Linked DNA regions of Mus musculus: regions 1 and 3 are each linked to region 2. A link is a contact called in public Hi-C and HiChIP or PLAC-seq data. All regions are on one chromosome and are shown on one strand. The core of a region is the stretch at or near the end of the contact, and the rest is flanking DNA. Distances in the headings are between cores, read along the strand shown. Region 1 overlaps Lrrk1 (leucine-rich repeat kinase 1). Region 2 overlaps Chsy1 (chondroitin sulfate synthase 1). Region 3 overlaps Lrrk1 (leucine-rich repeat kinase 1).

Region 1 (2,740 bases), core at 161-2,660, 250 kb after region 2:
CAGGGAACTAAATGAAAACCAGAGAAGCTGGACAGTAGAGAAGCAGGTGAGGTACAGAAAGTGCAGAAGGTGCGGGAGTGACCGCTGTGATCTGGAAAGTCAAGCAGAGGCTACAGTAGCAGAGGCAGGGAAGCAGAGACAAGCAGGAAAGAGACACGGAGGGCACAGTTGCCCCGTCCCCACATGTACTCAAGGGGAGTCCAGGATTGCCCTTCCACACCAATATCTGCAGGTACTCAACCTGTTTTATTAAATGATGTAGCACGTGCAGGTGGCATCCACAGGTTACTGATGACACTCAGCACTACGTAAGTGTAAGCTAATAATTGTCCTATGGGAAGCCTTACGAGCATGGGCTCTGAAAGCGGCCAACACAGAGGTCATTTTTTTCCCACGCTTATTTTTGACACTCAGTTGAATGCACAGGTGGAGCCACGGATTGAAAAAGGAGTGGGTTCCTTTTTATCAAAATAAGTCTATAATAAAAAAATTTTAAAAGTGGGCGTGGAGGGATGGGTCAGGGATAGAGTTCTAGCTGCTCTTATGGAGGATCCGAGTTCAATTCCCAGCACTCATATGGCAGATGGCCACTATCCATACCTCCAGGCCCAGGGGATCTGACACCCTCTTCTGTCCTCCTGGGGACACCAGACTTGCATGTGGTACACAGTCATACATGCAGACAAGACACTTATATACATAAAATTAAATAAATAAATTCTCAAAAAATCAAATAAAAATAAAAATTTTTAAGAATTATCTAATACAATCTACTCTAAGAATATAATTGAATCGGTGAGAATAATTCCCAAATTGAATTAAGACAAGTTCTCAGAAATGGCAGGATACTAGGCAAGAAATTGGAAAAGGAAGTGGGAAATGTAGAAAAAGAAAGAAGAATATAAAATATAAAGAAAAGAGAAAGGAAAAAAAAAGCCAAGTCAGCTCCATTAAAGGAGTAGTGAAATAAAATCTTAAGGAAAGACAGACTGACCAAAATTGAGACATGGAAGCCAAGGGGTGGGATGGATTGAGGGAGGCAGGAGGGAGGGAGGGAGGGAGGGAGGTGGGAGGGAGAGAAGCAATCATGAGGCACCATGAGCAGCAGCTGGAACAAGACAAAGCATGCACCAAAGAATAGAAAATAAATAAAATAAATAAAGTCATGGGACCAGCCAAGAAAAATGGGACTTCTCGAAGAGGCGTTGAGCTCCAGGTCCCGGATAGGGTAAGTACAACCTTGTCAGGTAAGCAAGCAAGGCCACTCTCTGACAGATGGTTTGTGCCAAACACAGAGGAAGCAACCAAAGGGGCCTACTAGCCAAAGAGGAACAATTTAGCTCATAGTGATACTGAGAGGGTAAAGCCCTCATTGGTTGCCTGTGAAGGATACTCAGGAGCTGACTCACCATAGAAAAACAAACAGGGAAGAGCCAAGAGTCCTGACATTCCCCCATAGCTGACACCAAAGGAAGCACAGAGAAGATGCTGCCTAGAGATGCCTATCTGCTAATCCCTGAAGAAGGATCTAAGAGCACCCTTTCCTCTTGTTGAGACAGGATCTGATGTAGCCCAGGTTGGCTTCAACTCACTGCAGAGTCAAGATGACCTTGAACTTCTAATCTTCCTGCCTTTGATTCCTGAGTGCTGGGGTTATGGGTATTTGTTATCACACCTGGTTTCATAAAGAACTGGGGATCAAAGCCAGGATTTCCCACTGTGTACACACTGGAAAACCCATCAGGACCTTAATAATGACACCAGTTAAAAAATCTCTGGGAAAAAAAAAATCTAAATATCAAAGAGAGACACCAGACATTCTTTAACTCCTGAGGCAAAGTAGGAGGGACATGCACAGACCCCTGGTGCTCTTGCCAACAAATCTCCCTGAATCTATCCAGCCCTCCAGGTCCAAAGAAACCGTGGGGAAGAGGAAAACAAGCCAGCCCACACAAGAATGCAAAGCCAAGATCCAGACAGTGGGAACCGGCAAAGATCATGTGGATTTATCAGCAATGAAACTGCACAGAAAACAGAAATGAGGGAGAAAATAGAAAGTAAGAGTCTTAGGACAGTGTTGCTCTACAGGACACAGAGACAACACCAGCCAGCTGAACTGGAGAAAAACAGTAGTTAAAATGAGTGAATAGATAAAGGAGGCACACACAAATACCGATTAGATAATATTAATGGAATTTTTTAAAAAAAATTTAAAGTATGCATGTAATGTGCCCTGAATGCTTTTAGACTTCTGAAGTTGTAAATCTGTGTGTAGGTCCCAGGCATCTGGAGAGAGGTAGAGCATTCACAGACCAAGACGGGCCAAGTGTAAATTAGCTGACGCCACGTGACAGACACCATGGAGTTTATTACATTAGTCTCTTTCATTTTGTGATGCACACACACACCACACACACAACATTAAATGGAGAGAAAGCATAAAATGTTACACAGGCTAAAGGTTTATGGATGAGAAAGCCACCACTGTGAACTCAAGCTTAAGAAAGCATAGCTCCTCCTGTCCAAACACTAGCCAGGCCCGACCCTGCTTAGCTTCTGAAATCAGATGAGAACAGAGACTCACAGAGTTGTGTGCAGTAGACAGAACCTGTGGTTTCTGAGCTTAAAAAGTAGCAAGGGGAAGCGGGCATCTGTCTGTTCTTTGGAAGAAAAGGAAACTAGAAGACAGGGAGTGGGTGGGAAGGTGGGAAGGCAAGGTTTTCATTGTATTTTCTTTTAA
Region 2 (2,700 bases), core at 189-2,688:
TTTAGGTGTGTGTGTGTTACCTGCATGTATGTTTGTGTACCACATGCATGCCTAGTGCCCAAAGAAGCAGAGTGCAAATGTTCTTTATGGTTGAGCCACCTCTCAAGCTCCTAAATGAGTATTTTCAAATCCCCCACCTAGAAACAACCACAATGAATACTTTGGGGTAGAGCTGTGCATTACTTTTGAATACTTAGTAAGCCAAGATATCTATATATAGTCTTCCCTGCATTAAGTTGTGAGGGGTAGGGCATAGAGTCCAGGCTCTTGAACTTGCTAGGCATACACTGTATATCACTTGCTACATTCTTAGTCCTTTTTGCCTGCTCTGTAAACGTAGCCACATGTTATGGCTGCTTACCCAGGACAGTGTCTGTATTGTAGATGTAGTTTTTCTTACGGTGATATTGACTAGAACCTGCCAGCTGTTCAGCTGCATTTCTTAGTGTGGTTTAATCTGTACAGCAGATAGCATTTAGAAACTTGGGGAAATAGAAGATTTCCTTGGCACTCTCACATTTCAGCTGTCTTATCTGGGCTGTAGAGAGAGTTGTGTATCAGACCATTGAAAATTGAGCTTTCTGGCAAGGACCTTTGCAAATGTTCTGTCATTTCCATTGAGAGCCCCAGGCAGCAAGTGTGTTGATGGCCAAGTAGACATTTGGTTATGAAAATCACAGAACTTGACCTGTTTTGATCACAGAAGAAGGGCAAGCTTGCTTGTTCAGCAATGTTGCCTTCAGTTTGAAATTATGGATATCGTTCCCCTCTTCCTCCCACCACAGAATTGAGTTATGTTCCAAAATGAATTCACTTTGTGGAACCCTAATTGAGAAGATCACAATTTCTTAAGATTGGAGGGTTTGCAAAGAATTCATAATGAGAAGATTTTCCTCAAACCACCCTTCAATTAGAATAGAAAAGACAACAAGAGGCTTGCCCTAGGTTACCTAAAAAGGACTGGATAATAATTGGGTGGGGTTACCAAAAAACGCAGAGGAGCTTTTAAGGAAGGTTTGAGGTTAGATTGTCTGTTTTAAAATTAATTGCTTTCTCTTCTTAGACAAATTACAGCATTTCAAGTCACAGTTGGGACATTAATTGCATCTGTGACAGCTGTGTTAGCAGAGCTTTCTTCCTGCTTGCTTCTGCCTGGGGCACTGGCAAAGAGCACAGGCAGAAATGAATTCTGATCTTTAGGCAGATAGGAAGAGCCTAGTGTTTTGAGTAAAAATACTTAAAATTTAAACTCTTTTTAGAATTCTACCCAAAAACAGTGTCTGAAATTGAGAGTTAAACAAAATTCAAATACAGTACATGGCTTGAGGGTTAGGTTTTTAGGCAGAAATGTGTGAGACTTTCCTTCCACACATCCATCGCTACAGTGCACACACTTCCTGTCTCTTACTTCTTCTTTCCCTACCTAATTTGCAAGCCTCTGCCTTCTCTAATAGTAAGTCGGACTGAGGCAGCGGTGTACTGGAGTCAGGGCTCGCTCACCCTAGCAGTGCACTTCCAGAGCCCGTGCACTGCAGAACGATCTGTAATAGGTTGTTTCTTTGAAGACAGGAATTGCCTTAGCTGCTCCTTCTCCCACCAGCATCCTCTTGATTCAGTATTTTTGTGATTTTGGGGTTGGTTGCTGTAGTGTTACATAGAACTTGCTCTGTTTTTGTAATCACACGTTAGCGTAGAAACATAATGACTTCTTTATATCGATAGGCAATAAGTTGTTCATTCTTACCTTTAAAATCCCCTCCTAAGGTGGTAGACATTATTTAGCTTTAACTTACGTTTCAGAAGCACCACAAGTTGTAGTATATTTCAACTCATGGAGCCTCTGACTTTCCCTCTGAACAATTTTTTTTAGTGCTTTGAGTAACTTGGTTTTCTTCATGTAGAAATTGTAGAAAGTATGGCTGCACTGGTGGACAGTTCTGTGAAGCTCATCTGGAAGTGATTTCTGTCCCTTGGCAAACATAACACACAGCATCTGTAAAGTCACCTGCTGTATAAGAGGGGACAGTTCTCATTCCACGTGTTCATTGACCTCTGTTGTGTGCCAAGAATTGAGATTATTTACATTTTCAAAGAATTATTGTGACTAAAAGAAAACAAGAAAGCCCAAACATTACTGGACAGCAGAATTAGGGCTCCTTGGCTTAAAAGGGTGGGGTACACTGGCTTCCTGTGGTTAGAGGAATGTTGGGAAGTGTTTTCTCCTGCAGTCATGACCACATCAGAAAGTTAGTTACCTAGAAGTTGTCATAATTCTGTATGTTGTAGCTGTTTGCCAAAGGATTTGTCCCTTTACAGTAGAGTTGGTTTCTCCTTACATTAACAGTTCACCTCTCTTTTATTTACTTTACCTTTTTGCTCTATTTTTCTTTTTGAAAGAGAGTCTCACCATGTTGCCTACCCAAGCTGATCTCAAACTCATGGTCTCAGGTTGTTCTGTTGTACCTCTGCCTTCTGTGTAACTGGGACTATAGCTCTGTGCTACCATGCACACACACACACTCACACACTCACATATATCTCACAGATTTATGTGCATATGTGAGTCTCTCCATATATATATGTGTGTATATGTACATGAATATATGCATGCATGCATCATATGTGCTGGTGTTCTCAGAGACTGGAAGAAGATTCCTTGAAACTGGAGTTATAAGCAGTAGTAAGCTGCCTTATGTGGGT
Region 3 (2,700 bases), core at 110-2,609, 190 kb after region 2:
TTCTGAGCCTTCAGTCATGCCTTTCCCACCACATTAAAATGGCTCCTTCAAACTGTGAGTCAGAATAAACCCTTCCTTCTTTAAGTCATCAGGGTATTTAGTCACAACAATGAGAAAAGTAATTGATAGATGTCCTTCCCTTCCTGGGCCACCTCAGGGCTCAGGGCTCTAGGAAAGACAGGCAGCACCAGTGTCCATGTGCTGCCACATTCCCGTATTGATCCTTTCCTCAGGCCCGCCCAGCCATTTCTGGTGGGGTAAACCCTTCTACCAGCCCAGGAAGCCTCTAGCCACTGCCCTCTGATTCTGAGCAGGACCAGTCGGGTACTTTGAACAAACAGCCTCATGCGGCTATGCATGATCTTAGCCTAGACCATCTGTTCAGACTTCTCTGGCTCCTAAGGGGTCAGAGATCTTGATGGCTGTGCTCTTGTGAGCGAGCAGTCCTTTTACTACTGCTAATAGCTAGTTTTCCAAAACATAAAATTCAACCCAGGACCCTCTGACGGGAAGGTGACTGTGACGGGTGGGCACAGAGGGCCTTGACCACGCCCCTGGGCCCACCTGGAGCAGATGATTTCGTCGGAGGACTGCACGCAGGGCAGCTCCCCCAGCTGGTTGTTTGAGAGATTCAGCTTCTTTAGATTGATGAGTCCCCAAGGGATGATGGAAGGGAGCGAAGGCAGGCAGTTGGCAGACAGGTCAAGCTCTGTGATCTGGCAGGAGATGTCTAGGAGCCAGTCCAGGTCCACCCAGGGCAACTTCAGATGGGACCATTTCACACGAAGTGCCTGGGGTTGGATAGCAAGGAACAGCACCTAAATTTGGTGAGTCTAAGCCCAAGGTGGGCCTGGAGTAAAGGCTCAAGTGAGGCTGTGTACCCACTCCAGCTGGATCCCTATCCTGAGAAACTGGGGCCATGTCTACCTTGCCTTCCCAGCTTCCACCATGGTAGCTGGCACCAGGAAGTAGCGAGTGTACTCTGTACAAATCGTCTGCTCATGGCTCCTCGTCACCCCCAGAGGGTATCCATGGGCTCAGAGCCAACCCTTAGGAGCCGCACACTGGGGTGCAGGGAAGCAGCAATGGCTTTTGGGTCCAAAGGAGCCCCCCCCCCCCCCCGAGGCTTGGCTATCCTCTTCTCAGGCAGGGAGAAGGCCGAGTCCTAAATGTGGCTCTGAGATCTCTGTTCTTGAGTCACTTTGTGTGATCTGGGCAGCCACTGTCTTCAGCCACCTGGCGCTGTGCCAGGCCACACTTTGGACACCACCAATCGGAAATCCAGAACTCTGGTCCACACCTCACAGCAAGGAAACCATGCCCCTTAGCAAATAGCCCAGGAAGCAAGATAAACATTGTTATCTCCGTAACAACCTAATGAGCTCACCAATTTCCTCTGTAACAGTCAGCCCAGGACTATATTAGTAACAGACAGCTTCCCTAACTTTTGGCCCTGCTTTCAGTTCAGGTCAACCTGAGAAAGCTAAGTATTATGGCCCCTACAGAGATATACAGGAATTCTTACTTCCAGCGATGTCTCCAATTTCCATGAACAATAACCTCCATTGAAGACACAGTAAAACCTTCCCTTGGTTTTGTTCTGAGACTTATCAACTCCTCTGTGCCCTGAGTCTCTGCCACATGCAAACCACAGCCCAACCTTCTTGCTGTGGCACACCCAGAACATGTTCCTTATTTTTTTTCCACAAGAGGAAGTCAGAAATCCCAGTGATCTGCTATTGCCAGGCAGCAAATGGGTCCTGGTTTAATACATAAGACTAAGGTTTTCTTCAGGGATATCAAAGAATCTGAGACTCAACTGGGTTTCTGGGGAGAAGAAATCTGTTTCTTTTGGCTTGTATATCCAAAGAAAATTCATAACAGAAAATTACAGGGCCAGAATATAGACAAAAATGAATGTTTCACAAATGGGAACGTGTAAGAACCACAGGAACTGTGAGAAAGCTACCAGCAATCTTGGTTAAGCTGGCCTTGGCAATTGGCAGCGGCTGTGATCATATCTGGCCACAAGGTGGTGCTGTGCTCCCTTAGCCAAATCCTGTGCCTTACCGCCCTTCCAACAGAAAGTTCTCCTCCAGTCTTTATCTCCCTCTTCATTTGTGTAGATGAAGAAGGATGAACAACTAAGATCCAGAGAGAGGAGTCCTAGCCTCTGGCAATTGTGTTAGATAAGTCACTCAATTTCCCTGGCGGCTTTTTTCCTTTCTAATGACTGACGTTTCCCACTTACTCTAAACACTTAAGTCCAGAAAAATCTAAAGTTTGCCAAGAGTTGAACTAGGACCTAATGGACCCCACAGACCTAGAGTTACCTGCTGTCAAAGCAGCATCACCAGGGATGTCTCCCAGCACCTTTCTACACACAAAAACACACCCTCTTGGGGCTGGCTGGGGAGATGGCTCTCTGGTTAAGCACTTGCTGAGTGTGACCCCTAGTCCTTCCTGCTGTTGGGTGGCTCACAGTTGCCTGTAACTCTAGCGTTGAGGGAATCCTATGCTTCTGGCTCCGAGGGCACCTGTGTTCATCATATGCACTCCTCCACACACACACTAAAACATTCGAAAATAAAACCAAAATTCTTCACTCTTTACTGAACCATTTCCGAATGTTGTATCATGACATGCGTCCTAGTAAGGGTTTCTATTGCTGTGACGAAACACCAGGGCCGAAGCAACTTG

The links. A called contact is a pair of places that touch in the nucleus more often than the background predicts. HiChIP or PLAC-seq counts read pairs in DNA pulled down with a chosen protein or histone mark.
Region 1: a contact with region 2 is called in an H3K4me3 HiChIP or PLAC-seq map of bone marrow-derived macrophages, with 5 times the contacts expected there. The contact joins two enhancer-like sites. A contact is called at or near these places in 5 of 39 promoter capture datasets (the C10 cell line, the HPC-7 cell line, cranial neural crest and 2 more), 5 of 115 datasets of contacts at active chromatin or transcription factors (CD8 T cells, bone marrow-derived macrophages, embryonic basal ganglia and 2 more) and 4 of 9 other capture datasets (adipose tissue, liver, macrophages and 1 more).
Region 3: a Hi-C map of bone marrow-derived macrophages shows a contact between it and region 2, with 45 read pairs. The contact joins two enhancer-like sites. A contact is called at or near these places in 12 of 39 promoter capture datasets (the C10 cell line, the HPC-7 cell line, the SN4741 cell line and 7 more), 2 of 15 datasets of contacts at CTCF or cohesin (CD8 T cells and the NIH/3T3 cell line), 10 of 484 Hi-C or Micro-C datasets (the C3H10T1/2 cell line, CD8 T cells, bone marrow-derived macrophages and 6 more), 25 of 115 datasets of contacts at active chromatin or transcription factors (CD8 T cells, DN3 thymocytes, the HPC-7 cell line and 20 more) and 4 of 9 other capture datasets (adipose tissue, liver, macrophages and 1 more).

What each region holds. Positions count from the first base shown.
Region 1 is chr7:66,367,876-66,370,615 of GRCm38.p6, forward strand. All of the region lies in intron 2 of Lrrk1 (leucine-rich repeat kinase 1), which reads right to left. Among named protein-coding and RNA genes, the nearest start is that of Mir7057, 12 kb to the right of the region's middle. Within about 2 kb of position 1,411, at least 99 of the 459 cell types and tissues checked have an H3K27ac peak or open chromatin away from gene starts, as enhancers often do. A contact at or near this core is called in bone marrow-derived macrophages, where this site is marked.
Region 2 is chr7:66,119,788-66,122,487 of GRCm38.p6, forward strand. The region is part of intron 1 of Chsy1 (chondroitin sulfate synthase 1); the gene reads left to right. Among named protein-coding and RNA genes, the nearest start is that of Chsy1, 12 kb to the left of the region's middle. Within about 2 kb of position 1,439, at least 78 of the 459 cell types and tissues checked have an H3K27ac peak or open chromatin away from gene starts, as enhancers often do. A contact at or near this core is called in the HPC-7 cell line, bone marrow-derived macrophages, hematopoietic stem and progenitor cells and 2 more, where this site is marked.
Region 3 is chr7:66,308,097-66,310,796 of GRCm38.p6, forward strand. It overlaps Lrrk1 (leucine-rich repeat kinase 1), which reads right to left. Exons shown (of 34, transcript NM_146191.3): 7 at 565-791. Among named protein-coding and RNA genes, the nearest start is that of Gm45989, 28 kb to the left of the region's middle. Within about 2 kb of position 1,360, at least 127 of the 459 cell types and tissues checked have an H3K27ac peak or open chromatin away from gene starts, as enhancers often do. A contact at or near this core is called in the HPC-7 cell line, bone marrow-derived macrophages, hematopoietic stem and progenitor cells and 2 more, where this site is marked.